Linked DNA regions of Mus musculus: all the other regions are linked to region 3. The links are chromatin contacts, called in public HiChIP or PLAC-seq and promoter capture Hi-C maps. All regions are on one chromosome and are shown on one strand. The core of a region is the stretch at or near the end of the contact, and the rest is flanking DNA. Distances in the headings are between cores, read along the strand shown.

Region 1 (3,232 bases), core at 4-2,503, 720 kb after region 3:
CAGGGGTTGGGGAAAGCAAGGTGAGTGCCCCCATCCATCGCTGCTTCCTGACTCCAGGTACCATGCAAGCAACTGGCCCCCCACCCCGCCGCTGCTGGAATATACTGTGCCCTCAAACTGTAAACCCCACCTTCCTTAAGATGCTTTTGTCAGGTGTCCTGTCATAGCAACTAGAAGAGTACTAATGTTCTATTCTTAGTGAGTACATCCATGTCAAAGTTCTCCTTGCCAGTGGGTCCTAACCCAGCATCTTCATCTCTGATCCTTCCTGTGTAACAAATCAGGCCTGTCTGTCCTTCATTGCCAGTGTCCACTCCTACAAACAACCCCCGTCTCAAACTCATGGCAAAACCCTAATTTCCATTGTTCCCCAGCTCTACCCTTTTCATTTTAATGCCTTCTCCAGATAACGATGTAAAATCTGAATGGTATGTAACACTCCTCTGTCTAATAACTTTCCTAAAATAAGAACTGTAGCTACCACCATGTGTTTATTTATCCGATTTTCTTCTTTATTGTACCACAAAAAAACAGAATTATTAGTTAGACCCCCCCCCCCCCCCAATGCTCCTTGACATTGACACAGACAGCCCCGCCCCCGTGAGAAGCTGAGGAATCATGGGAGTGAGCTTTGTGAGTCTGGAACCAGCTGGGGAGTTAGAAGGGTTAGCGATGTCCAGCTCAGACAGCGTGTGTCCTACAGAATTATAACACTTGAAATCTTCGCCAAAGCCCCTTCCTCTTAAGCTGTTGGGAGGTTTCACCAGAAAAAAGTTGCTTTTGCAACTCTTCTTTCAGATCCTCATACCTGACAAAACTTCTGGGTTTTGTTTTTAGGTATATAATTCCTCATTCTATGGACGGGCAAGCCTTTGAGACCCATAAAATTAACTGAGATGACAGTTACTACACAAGGGGTGGAGATTACAGTGTGAAGCAATCTGTTGGTTCAGCACGTGCAACGTTTAAGAAATGCCTTTTAAGTAATGTGTCTAGTGTGTTCATAGGCAGCCAGTGAATCATGTGAGCCTAGCGCCCTCTTGTGTTCACTAGGAGGCCAAGCACAGGGGCTTTCTATGACTTCCAAGGGATTTTTGTTTTGTTTTGAGATTTCAATTTTCATTTTATTAGTTTTTTTTTTTAATCAGTTACTTTGCAAAGACATCGTAGAGCATTAAGTCAAACACGTCTGTCAGTCTTCACCCCGTGTGACCACAGAGAACCAAGCACTGTTACTGTTACCGGAAGGGTGGGGATTTGGCCTCTAGTTTCCAAAGGTTACTGTCACCCTCAGAATCACGTGTTCAGATATCCAGCTTCCGGGTGACAAACCCACAAAATTCTCTTTTTTCTTTAACCTTACTCTCTCCAACACTTGACCTTTCTTTGTTTATTCCTTCTGGAGTGCCCAGGTCCTTATGCATTATGATAATGGTCTAAGGTTAAATATACTTTATAGATTTCCAAGGAGGACCGAATGTCTCTGGATTCCACAGACACCTGCAACCATGTGCAGCCCCCTGCTCCCGTGCAACTCACACACATAATGTAAAAAATAAAATACACCTTTAAAAATATGCTGCTGGAGAAGACCTACAGAGTCAACTAACCTGGGACCATGTGGACTCACAGAGACTGTCACTAGCCAGGGAGCAGGCAGGGGCTTGGCCTAGACCATCCCACACATTCGTAGCAAATGTTCAGCTTGGTCTTCATATGGGCCCCCTAACAAGTGCAGTGGGGGGAGTCTCCGTCTCTGTTCCCTGCCATTGGATCCCCTTCCCCTACCTGGGCTGCCCCGTTGGGCCTCATTGGGAGAGGATGTGCCTAGTCCTGCTGGGACTGGATGTCCCAGGGTAGAGTGGTACCCAAGGGGGGCTCCCCATCTCTGAGGAAAGGGGTAAGAAGCAATGGGGGGAGGGATTTGTAAGAGTGAGACTGAAAAGAGAGGAGGGGAGCTGTGATTGGGATATAAAGTGAATAAAAAATAAATTATTATAAAATATATGTTATGGATGTTGATGGCTTATGTAACCAGAGAGAACCCAGTTAGTCACTTGCCTTAGACAAAATAGGCACTGCAGGAGGCAGTGGACAAGAGGTAGGCACAGATTTTACTCTTATGTGTTCCCCAAGTGATATGTGTCCTCCACGAAGCTGGGAATGACTCATCGGAGATGGGTCCAAAATCCATGGACACCAACATCAGCCTTAAGCCTCTGTGCCCATACTCTACAAACCTGGCCACTATTTACCTTCTCAAGCTCTGATTTCCAAGCTGTAAAACAGTACCAATACCTAACTGGTAGGGCTGTTAGGAGGACTAAGTGAGATAACCTGTGTGAAGTATGCAGTGTACTGGCTTGCTTAGAATCTATGGAAAGATATAAGGCAAATATAGCACACACAGGCCGAATCAGGATGGCACGAGTCACTTGGTTACGTAAAGGTGTGGCCCTGGAAGACTCTGAGAGGAGGGAGAACACATTCTGGTGAGCCATCATCTAAAACCAAACTTCCACAGTTCTAACCACCACTGGGAAACAAACAAAGGGAGGGTTTTCAGTCAAAGGCAGGGAACCAACTGTGAGGAAAGAGAGAATCACAACTTCCACAGTCTCACAATGGCTGACAACAAAACAACAGGGCATTTATGCCTTTGCTCAATGTTAAGTCCCGAATAAGTACCCAGGATTTGCTGAACAGGATTCGAGATCATACACAGTCATACAAGATCATACACGGTCATACAACTCTTCCGATTCTCCCTTCAGATAGCGGGAATCACCACCAGTAGCTGGAACCTCCAGGAAAGCTTTTGTTGATTATGTCACTCAGAAGGCCCCAAAACTCCATGGGCTGCTGCTTAGGAGAGAGTGCCCGAGAGTCCTAGCCAAGGGAAGTGGGCCATAGGCTGGTTTTGAGAAAGAGTTTGCTATTGATTAGAACAGGTATGAGGACCTTGCTACCTATGAAGCAATTTGGTTCAAAATCCCCTTCCTGATTGCAAGCTTGTACAACCACTCTGGAAATCAATCTGGCGGTTCCTCAGAAAATTGGACATAGTACTACCGGAAGATCCAGCAATATCTCTTCTGGGCATATATCCAGAAGATGCCCCAACCAGTAAGAAGGACACATGCTCCACTATGTTCATAGCAGCCTTATTTATAATAGCCAGAAGCTGGAAAGAACCCAGATGCCCCTCAACAGAGGAATGGATACAGAAAAT
Region 2 (3,295 bases), core at 355-2,854, 630 kb after region 3:
TTCTCCACACTGAGGATGGACCGACCGAGAAATAGGACCTGGTCTCTGCTTTCCCAGGACTTCGCATCCTAGCAGCGGAAGAAGGCTGGCAGATGGAAAAACAAGCAGATGATTCCAGACAGCTTTAGGCTCTGTGAAGAGCTGCAAACAGGGCAGTGTGGAGTTGATGGACAGAATGGACATTTAGCCTGGATGCACTGCAATCTGTCTGAAGGTTTCTGGAGGCCAAAAGGAGGTCCTCACCTTGTATGATGCTTAGAGTGTTGAGTGTGGATGACCCAAAGTCAGAGCTATGCTTACCTATCTCTGAAACCATCTTCTGCAGCTACAGTGTAAATAAAATACACTACCCAAACGATCTCATCAAGTAATCAGATTCCTAGGGCACTGCGACATCGGAGGGGACTCCAATGCCCCAGCCCCGTTCCCTGACACAAGGTGAGAGACAACTTTATGTCCCTCTCAGCTCCAACAGTCTGGGAGGCGCGCGGCTGGTTAAGAAGTGTCTGAAGGACACAAGACAATGCCACGGGAGACGCCAGAGGCACCAATCACCCGCTGAGTGCTTGAAGCCCCAAGGGAAGGGTGCTCTCGGTCCCAGTGCAGACACTGTGGAGCGGTGTGACCTGACTGGGGAGGCCGAAGAGCGAGGTGCCTGCACCGCAGGGCCCCAAGCTCGAGGGTGTAGTAAAGCCTTCCTCCTGGCAGAATTAAGCAGGTTTCCTGTGCCTCCAGCCCGTCACAGCGCCAGGCTGTGCCGGGACAGCTCCTCTACGCGGCATCCTCATGCACCCGCACGCAGGCTCCTGAGATCCGCTCCTTCTCCGGGTCCATCCCCGCCAGGCTGTAACTCGAGGGGCACAGCTCCAGGGTGAGCAGCACCAGAGTGCTTCCTCCCAGAAAACTGGCGCTTACACGACAGACGACCTCCTAGTCTCAGGGCTGCCCCGTGGACCCGGGCTTCCCGGGACCACCACAGACACAGTCTGAACCATAGAGAATGGCTGCGTCCCCGAGCCTTCTCGGGGCCTCCACCACAGCTCAACCCCAGGCGGGCGGACGCCCTGTTGCTCACCTAAGTGTTCCGCTGCTGGGGACGCTTCTCGATTCCCCAGTGCGTGCTTCAGACCGAGAAGGACGCAAACCGGGCTTCTCGGGTCCCTGCAAGTCTCAGCCGACGGCAGTTCCAGCACCAGCCGCAGGAGACTGGGGCGCCGAGCGCTGCTCGCAGACAGATGGTGGGCGAGAGCCCGCGCAGTGCACCAGCTCTCCTGGTGCCGGGGTCCCTGGTCCCCTGCTACTGGCCGGTGTGCGATCCCCGCGACCAGTTCTCAATACTTCGCCTAGAACTTTAGGGCGCGCGCTGCCGGGCAATTAGCTGAAGAGCTGGAGCGAGGGGAGGGAGCTAAGAGGAGGAGCCTGAGTTCTCCACTGGGCGGAATAACGTGAAAAGGGCGGTGGAGGGGGGGCAGCAGAGTGGCTCCCACTCCCACCAATCAGGAGTCATCGGGGGAAGGCGGTGAGGCGTTGGACTTGGAAGCTGCAGGCGGATTCCGTGACGCCAGCCAGGGTTCAGGGCGTGTGGAGCGGTGGAGAGTGATGGTAGGTGTGGCTGGGCGGGGCAGCGGCTCCCAGCATCCTTAGAGTAGTGTGTGCCCCTTAGGCTTTCAATAAATATTTAGTGAATGACTTAGGAGGAAGTTGAGGTTCGCGCGAAAGGAGCTGTTTTAAGGAGAAGATTCCAGGGGACTAAAGTAGTCCAACGGACAATAATCACTTGAACACTGAAAAGAGCTGAGAATAAATAAGGGGGAAATATGTGGTGAGCCAAGGGTTAGACACAAGATATTAGAAACTGGTTCGGACTTTGGGGACCTGGCCCCCAGAAGCAGTTGTCCAGATTGGTATAGGGTTACAGAGGAGGCAGGAAGGGAGAAAGGTGTTGTTGTTGTTGTTGTTGTTGTTGTTGTTGTTGTTACAGTTCCCGTCCATAGGTTAGGAAAGAAGATGCAGTGTAGTTTGCGATCGAAACGCAGGAGCATCTGGCTAGATGTCCAGGCCCATCCGACTTCACCGCCCACTTGCCAGAATCCTAGCTTGGATGTCAGCCACTGATAATTTGAGGTCAATTTGCAAACCGCACATGAGTCCAGCGCCGCAGGTGGCCCGGTGGGCAGGGAATGATGAATGCCAGGAACAGATGTGATCCTGCACCTGCGGTAAAGGCACACCGGGTTTCTGCCCTCTCAGAACCTACATTTTAGAGAGGACGCAGACGATAAACCAAAGAGAGTATATATATATATATATATGTGAATAATCAGGAAAACATTGGTGAACTGTTAGCACAGAGAGCGCCATGCAGAGAGCCTCCGAAGGGGTGATGGAAGAAGCTCAGGCCCCTGAAGTCCTCTGGGAGGAGGTTCTCAAATAGGCTCCCATAGCAGGAAGGACTCAGCAGCTCTCAGGCTCAGGAAACGCTTTCTGGGCACTAGGAACTGCAGATGTATTTAACCCCTTTAAGATCCATCTGGCCTGCCTCACCGAACTGGGCATGTTGGCTCCTTTGGCTCAGCTGCTGACACTCTAGATGTTCCAGAGTGCCAAGTACATGCCTCCACCAGCGGCTGACCGTTGTCAGGCTGACCCTGTATGAACGTCTCTGAGGCTCTTTCTCACATCTGTATAAACCATGTTTCATTCACTAGGTTTGGATATTCACTTTCTGGAACCTTCCACGGATACACTCTCTGGAACTGTCTTTGGCTCTGCCAGGTGGCCGGGGAAGTTTGACGAAGAAAGCAGATTTTCTTGATGCTGTGAGCCCTAGCACTCGGCAATCCCTATATAAATGATGCAGGGCTTCCTAAACTACACCAAACCGGAAGGAGCACCGAGGAGCAGGCCTGAGGCACCTTGCCCACGCCCAGCTCAGGTGCCTGAGTCACACTCACTTTTTTTCCCCTCCCTACTCCAAATCATCTTGTTGCATCCAGGCCAGCTTTTCTACCGAATACATGCCTTTTATCCCACAGAAATGTTTTTGCTACAGGCAAATCCAACCTTTGGACTTTGTAAATGGTGTTTATCGTCTCCAAAGTTCACACGCCAGATTACACAATCACATAACTATATACATACACATATTGTGCTGAGCCTAATTCATAGTTACCTGGAACACAACGAGGTGGTAGCCTGTACCAAATGGCCTAGTAGCCAAGGCTGGACAGAAAGCTATGGTTTTATTGTTTAAGCTGGCATCCTGTCCTTGGATTTTTCTTAAGTTTCTTCCAAG
Region 3 (3,496 bases), core at 455-2,954:
CCAGCAGCTAGGACACTGCTGCTTTGAATGACGTTTGATTTTGTTTGTTGGGGGAGAGGTTGTTTCTATGAGCTACCAATGATTTCAGGAAGCCACCAAAGGAGTTAATTGATGGAGTGGTATCAGCAGAATGTTGAGAGCTCAAGGCCAGATGATGCAGCTTGGACAACAAGGAAGAGAACAGTGTGACATCCTGGGCACACCCTCCCTTGACTTTATTTTCCAAATGCTGATGGGAAAAGTTCTTGTTTTCAAGCACCGACATTATAAAGGAAGTGAATCAGATTCCCAGAGTCCCTGCTCAAAAGTGGTGCCCCTCCCTCGCGCCCTAAGGTGTACTTTCTCCGAGATCCTGTGACTCCTGCTAAATCCAGGCTTCAACTGATGTGAATCTCTGATTCACTACAAAAATATAATTACATTATTGAACAGTAGTGTGTGCCTTCCTCCTTATCAGAGAGGACTTGTTAGATGCTTTGCCTTTTATCAAATGTCCTCATGTGGGCACAAAAGCAGCCCTGACAGCTCAGTGTTTGTGGCCCTGGTGCAGGTTTCTGACGTAGGGAAAGTGAAGTCTTCCAGCTGCGAGGGATATTGTTGTTCTGGTTTATCATTCGATCACATAGTCTCTCTCTCTCTCTCTCTCTCTCTCTCTCTCTCTCTCTCTCTCTCTCACTCTCTCTCTCTCTCTTCCTCCCTCCCTCCCTCCCTCTCTCCCTCCCTCCCTCTCTCCCTCTTATTAGTAGTCAATTTAGCACTATTTAAACAACCCGCAAAGTGACACTCAAACGAAATCATTTAGTTTAGCTTTAAAATAACGCGTAAATTCCACTTTAGCAATGGACCATTTCACTTAGATTCAAACTTCCAGGGGCACTTACTCAAGCGTACCTTGTAAAAATCCCTATCTGGTAAACATAACTTCAATATCGTTCATATTTATTCAACAAGTTTAACGCGACAAGCACACTGGTGTTGGTTTTTTAATCTGCTCCATTTCAATCTGAAAGCAAGTGCTCATTCAGACGCTAACCAAGCTCACTCGGGACTTCACAGGGTTTACAGACAGGGGTGCGAATCGCCGCCACTTTCCACTCTAGATACAGAAGCTCATGGACCGCGGGCTCCCAGTGGCAGCCTCGGGGAGTTTCTGGCTGAGGCCGAACCCGGCTAGCAGCGTTGGGGAGAGTGCTTGGGGGAGGGCCCACCTTTTGGGGAGACCAGTAGATCCAATGGGTCTATGGAAGCCACTGGGACCTTGCGGTCCCGCACACCTGCACCGGGAGCGGGAAAAACCTCGCTCGCCTGCCTCCCTCCCAGAGCGCGCAGTTATCCCGCGGGCCCCAGATATGCTCCCCAAGTAGAATATTCAGGTCCCTACAGACCCGCACGCAGAGAGCTGACAATTCCCGCGACAGGCAACCTAAGCGGTCCCGCTTCATCTCCCTAGCGGGACTCGACGGTCGGGGATAGAGAGAGGGCTCCGAGGGTGCTCACTCTTGACTGTTCCCTTCTCCCCGCAGAGCGGGCCGCTTAGAATTGGGGTGTGGGTGGCTCCAGACGCCGCCACTCGAGCGGCAGTGGCTCCAGCCTCCTCCCCCGCCGCTGGGGGCGGGAAGTGGCTGTGGGAGTCACCCGGGCGTGACTGCCCCCGAGGCCCCTCCTGCCGCGACAAGGGCGCTCCATAAAAGCCTGTGGGCGACCCGCTCTCCGCATCCCACCGGTGGATCTCTTCTCTCACAGAGGCACCCAGAGCAGAGCACCCGCCGCTCAGCGACGACTGCCCGCCCGCCACGGTGAGTGCCAGGATCAACTGGGACAGGGGCGCGGGCTCCCAGACGCCAGTGAACTTGCCCCGCAGCCGGTCCCCTGAGCTTGCTCTGCCAGCTTGACACCCAGCTCTTTGGGGCGCCTAAATTTCACTTGCTGGACTCAGGTTCTACTGTCCACCTGCCCTTCCCCGGGACCCTCCAATCTGGGCGCCCCGCCTCCGTGCCTCTTATCTTTTGAGGGTAGGGAGAAGAACCTGGGAACACCTATCCCAGGGCAGCGGTGGGGTTTTGTTTGGTTGTTTGTTTGTTTGGTTGGTTGGTTGGTTACAACCAGGAACCCAGATTGCATGTGTGCTCCTAGTGGGAGATTCCCCCAAGTATTGTCTCTAGCACGGTGAGCTCTGTTGCCTCCAAAATCCGAACTGAGCCTCTGGGTATCCGACTGTCACAGCGCTTGTAGCCACACAAATCAAAAGCAACCCAGAAGAAAAGTTTTCTCCTCCAAGGGTGATTTAGGAACGAGAGGAGAAAAGTGGTCATTCTTTAAGATAGAGGGCAGAACTTCCAATTCTGTTCTGAAAAGGGGACCTCTGCCTCTCACCAGGAGAATCGGAGGAAGTTTTCTGAAATATGTGGACGGGGCAGAAGATCCAGGTCGGGGCAAGTGGTCTTCTAAAGATTTGGAAGTGGCGCCTGCCCAGTCTGGGCTTTTATTCTAGGGTCTGGGATGGGATTAGATGAGGGTCTAGAGTGATAGCTGGAATTGGGACAAAGACGAGCAATCTCAGCATCTCCAAGTCTGAGCCTTCTGTATCCACAGATGCTAGGTAACAAGCGAATGGGGCTGTGTGGACTGACCCTCGCTCTATCTCTGCTCGTGTGTTTGGGCATTCTGGCTGAGGGGTACCCCTCCAAGCCGGACAATCCGGGCGAGGACGCGCCAGCAGAGGACATGGCCAGATACTACTCCGCTCTGCGACACTACATCAATCTCATCACCAGACAGAGGTGGGTGCATACGCGGCTGGTACCTAGAGCCGGGAAAACTTGCGGTTCTGGAGATCTTGGACATCAGGGATCATTTCTTTCTCCTTGTTCATAGGGCAGGATCAGACATAAATTCAGCTCTAGATAAATATGTGAGCTGGGTACACACTCCACAAACTGGATACATTGTCTTTGTCACTAGACTTTCTCTCCAAGACCCAAGCCCAAGGTTCAGTGCCTCTAGGCTGTCCTCTGTCTGCCACTTACCTTTCCTGCCTTTTTTGCTTACATCAGTTGGAGATTTACCCAGCACATATCTCGGGGGAAAGGCCTGCATTGGGCAGGGGTGCAGAAGTGTAAAGGTGTAGGGAGAAGAGGAACCCTGATTTAGAGTAAACAACCACAGTCAAAGAAAACCAAGGACACAATCCAGCTGTCAAAAGGGTGGAGAGATCTTTGAGCCTGCCCAGGGCAAAGGGAGTGGCTGCATTTAGGGAAATAAATAAATAAATAAATAAATAAATAAATACCATGGGCTTCTTCTGAACTAATAAAAAGGCTGACTTTTCCCATTTTATAGCAACTGAGTTCTGAAAAGAAAGTGCCCCATTAAGAAGAAACAAAAGAGAACAAAGCCTTTACATTAGGGACTCTGATGGCTACAGCTCCAACTGCCTGGGACCTGAGAGACAGACCACAATCTGTACTTTTAATGTCCAGAAAGTCAGAGGCGAGCC
Region 4 (3,261 bases), core at 748-3,247, 770 kb after region 3:
TCTTCAGGAACTGGAATTACTGGTGGTTGCAAGCTGCCTAATGTAGGATATGGGAGCCAGACTCACATCTTGAGAACCAAACTTGTGTCCGTAGGAAGAACAGCAAGTGCTCTTAACAGATGAAGTATCTTTCCAGCCCTACTTTGGAAGTGTTTAAACTGAGATAAGGTGGCTTTCTGTCTTAATTCCCTAAGAATAAAGAAAAAAGTTTGTTGTATGTGTTTCTACGCAGATTGTGAAGCCAGAAGTTGACATTAAACATCTTCCTTGACCGCACTTCACTTTTTGAGAGTGGGTCTCTCACTGAACTTGGGGTTTACAGATTTTACTAGACTAGCTAGTTATTGAGCCCCAGGGATTCCAGGGCTCCTCCTGTCTCTGCCTCCCCAGCACTGGGGTGACAGGTTCATGCCACCTTCACTTGCTTTTTATGTCCCTTTTAATGCTTCCTATTTTACTAGGGATCAAATTCACATCTTCAGGCTTGTGTGATCAGCACTGTGCCAGCTGAGACATCTATCTACCTATCCTCGTCTACAAAGAATTATTAGGGGTTTGGCCGTGTGAAATTAGAAGAACACACCTACACAAGGTACTTAGAAACAGAGCCTTATTCTTCCTCTAAAAATCAAGTAAATCACAGGGTTGGGGGTGTAGCTGAGACAGAGTTTGGCGAAATATGTGTCTGTACCCTACATATATCACAGGTGAAAGAGGGTAACAGTTCTACTCTATTCATGGCTGTCATGAGGAGCGAAAGGTCTACAACAAAACACAGCATCATGTTTGCCACCAACTCTGGGATTCTTTCTTGGCAGAAGGTGTTGGTGGGCAGGCTGTTAGTACCGTAGTGCTCTATTAAAACACTCTCCAAGTGAAGGAAGGGGCCATCCTAGGGTTCTAGAACAGGGCTGGAAAGGTAGGTTGGTGGTAGTGTTTGCCTTGCAGGCATGGTCTGGACTCAGTCCCTAGCAAAACACACACACACACACACACACACACTTGTAGAATGCAGTGGAAGAATATGCCTCCCTTGTTATAGCCTACAGCCCTTTTCCAGTTTTAACAGATTAACCATGTAGTTTACTCATGCTTTGCCTTCTCCTTCATGTGATATATGGGAGTGCTCACGTGTGTGTGTGTTATAGAAAAAGTCACGAATGCAACGACATCTTTCTCCTGCGTTTTTCTAACTTTTGTTTTACCTGGCTTGTGAAGCAGTTGGCCGAATAGTTGTTTCGTACGGGGTGTGCAGTCCGTTAGAGTAAAAGGTGTTTGACAGAATGTCAGCTCCTTCAAGGTTCCTGCAGCAGTGGGGCCTGCCGTGAATTACCTCCATGCTTCTTGCCTAAAATGTTAGTCTGGAGATAAGTAAATAGATAAAAATGAAAATTTGGACTTGTAAACTGCCTTGGTTAGACCGGACAGGAAACAGTTTCTGCTGGCAAAATTCAACTCATCGATGCACAAAAACCAGAGGCTTATTTTCTTACTGGCTGTGAGGGTCTGTGGATGCTGTCAAACCTGTGGAGATAAACTGAAGCAAACCTGCAGAGTGGAAGATGAACACATTGTGAAACAATTCATGTCTCACCTCAAATGTAACAATATTCAAGAACAATCAGGTAACTTCTAGCGCGGGGGCCTTTCTAAGCAGGGAGACTCGTCATTAACAGGTCAAGAGCCCTTCCTCTCAAGGCTCTGCAATTCTGTTTCTCAGGCAGTTAAACTGGGTGGTGCGCACCTCTGTCCTCATGGGGGACATTGGGTTCCCCAGAGCGCTGGAGAGAAGCCCGTCCCTTCGGAGGACTCCGGTCCCTAGAAGCCGTGCAGCCAGGGGTCGCACGCACCTGACACATCTGCCCCGGAGCGCTGCCCGACCGCGTCTCCCTTTCTTGTCTCGGGATCTGGTGGGTCTCCTCTCCGCGGGGCGTGGAATTTCGTGGTCTTCCGCACCTGCGGGCCCCGGGAGCGTGCGGGCAGGTGCGGGGGAAGAAGGCCAGAGGGCTGCGGGCAGGCCGGGGCGGGGTTGAGGCTGCCTGTGACGGCGGCGGTGACCGCGCACTAGGTAACACATCCTGAGGGTGGGGCGCTGGCCGACGTGTGGCGGGGAGCCCTTCAGAGGATCTTAGACCACCAGAATTGGAAGAGAAGCCGGAAGTGAGGAAAGAGGGCTTTGTGGCTAGGGGAAAGGTGGAACCGCCGCGTTTCCGCTTCAACCTCATGCCTGGCCCCGGAGTCTTAGCGCCTTTAAACTCCTGCATGTGCCAGAGGCGCTCAACTACAGACTCGGCCCCGCCCCTGCGCCCCGCCCCCTTCTCAGGCCCCGCCCACCCGCCTCTCTTCGCGGTCCCTGGGGCCTTTTTCCTTCAGGCCTGGTCCCGCCCTTCTACCCAAGTCCCACCTCTTCCCTCCCTCGCCCCACCTCCTGAGGGCACCAGTCCAGTCCTAGGCCCCGCTCCGGCTCCGCTGCCTCACGCCCCGCCATAGGCTGACCTCAGGCGCCCTCTGGCGGCGCTGGCTTGGCAGACTATCTGATCTACAGTTGCCCTAAGTTGGGTGGGTGAGCATGCTTTCTCAAGGTGTGAGGGAAACAAAAGCTCTGGTCCTGGGAAGGAGAGAGAGAAGATCTTTGTGTAAAAAAAAAAAAACAAAAAACAACAACAACAAAAAAAAACAGATTGTTACAGTTTGCAGTGTGATGTGCTCTTAAGTTCGTCAGAGTTACAGAAAAGCCCAAGGCAAGGAGGTATCTTTTCTACTAGCTGGTGGTTCACCCAGCTTCTCACAGCTCAGAAGAGTTGGAGATCTACTGGTAGCCTATTGAACACTATATCAGAGAAAGGGACACTCTCAAGTCCTAAATTATGGATAAAGCTCTTGCCATAAACCAACAGGATGAAGAATTTGGGAAGGGTGCAAGCCCTGGCCTACAGGAAGGGAGCTGGACTTTCATGGTATCAGGGGAAAAGCCATCATCTTTCTTCAAATCAGTACAGCAGCAGTGTTTGGCTTTTCTCAGTGCTTATGTTGCTTTCTGCAGAATTGAATATTAAAAACTGCTTGGTTTACAAAGGTCTTTTGAATTTATTATTTCCAATTAAGAGACAAGGGAAACCTGCATATCAGATCTTACACTCTCCTGACTCTTCGAGGAGCCAGAACAGTTAACACTCCCTCCCCCTGATGACTCTCGGGCGGGGGGAGGGGGGCAAATTCCAGCCTTGGGAACAGACGAAAAGCAGCATAGTCTAGCCTCCA

Evidence for each region. Promoter capture Hi-C pulls out the DNA fragments that hold promoters and counts their contacts. HiChIP or PLAC-seq counts read pairs in DNA pulled down with a chosen protein or histone mark.
Region 1: a contact with region 3 is called in an H3K4me3 HiChIP or PLAC-seq map of bone marrow-derived macrophages, with 7 times the contacts expected there. The contact joins the enhancer-like site here to the promoter of Npy in region 3. A contact is called at or near these places in 8 of 39 promoter capture datasets (embryonic stem cells, hippocampal neurons, liver and 4 more), 5 of 484 Hi-C or Micro-C datasets (embryonic stem cells, macrophages, nephron progenitors and 1 more), 5 of 115 datasets of contacts at active chromatin or transcription factors (bone marrow-derived macrophages, embryonic forebrain, embryonic hindbrain and 2 more) and 1 of 9 other capture datasets (embryonic stem cells).
Region 2: an H3K4me3 HiChIP or PLAC-seq map of embryonic stem cells shows a contact between it and region 3, with 4 times the contacts expected there. The contact joins the promoter of Osbpl3 here to the promoter of Npy in region 3. A contact is called at or near these places in 2 of 115 datasets of contacts at active chromatin or transcription factors (embryonic stem cells and pancreatic cancer cells).
Region 4: a contact with region 3 is called in a promoter capture Hi-C map of embryonic stem cells, with 3 times the contacts expected there. The contact joins the promoter of 4921507P07Rik here to the promoter of Npy in region 3. A contact is called at or near these places in 3 of 39 promoter capture datasets (cranial neural crest, embryonic stem cells and hippocampal neurons).

Annotation. Positions count from the first base shown.
Region 1 is chr6:50,544,583-50,547,814 of GRCm38.p6, forward strand. No RefSeq gene overlaps it. Among named protein-coding and RNA genes, the nearest start is that of Gm38806, 5.4 kb to the left of the region's middle. Within about 2 kb of position 1,254, at least 73 of the 459 cell types and tissues checked have an H3K27ac peak or open chromatin away from gene starts, as enhancers often do. A contact at or near this core is called in bone marrow-derived macrophages, macrophages and pancreatic cancer cells, where this site is marked.
Region 2 is chr6:50,454,750-50,458,044 of GRCm38.p6, forward strand. Osbpl3 (oxysterol binding protein-like 3) reads right to left here and starts at 1,605. Exons shown (of 24, transcript NM_001347213.1): 1 at 1,076-1,605.
Region 3 is chr6:49,821,006-49,824,501 of GRCm38.p6, forward strand. Npy (neuropeptide Y) reads left to right here and starts at 1,705. Exons shown (of 4, transcript NM_023456.3): 1 at 1,705-1,796; 2 at 2,593-2,780. The coding sequence starts at 2,593.
Region 4 is chr6:50,594,593-50,597,853 of GRCm38.p6, forward strand. 4921507P07Rik (RIKEN cDNA 4921507P07 gene) reads right to left here and starts at 1,998. Exons shown (of 10, transcript NM_027564.3): 1 at 1,851-1,998; 2 at 1,206-1,361. The coding sequence starts at 1,339. It overlaps 5430402O13Rik (RIKEN cDNA 5430402O13 gene), which reads left to right. Exons shown (of 3, transcript NR_027892.1): 3 at 1-273.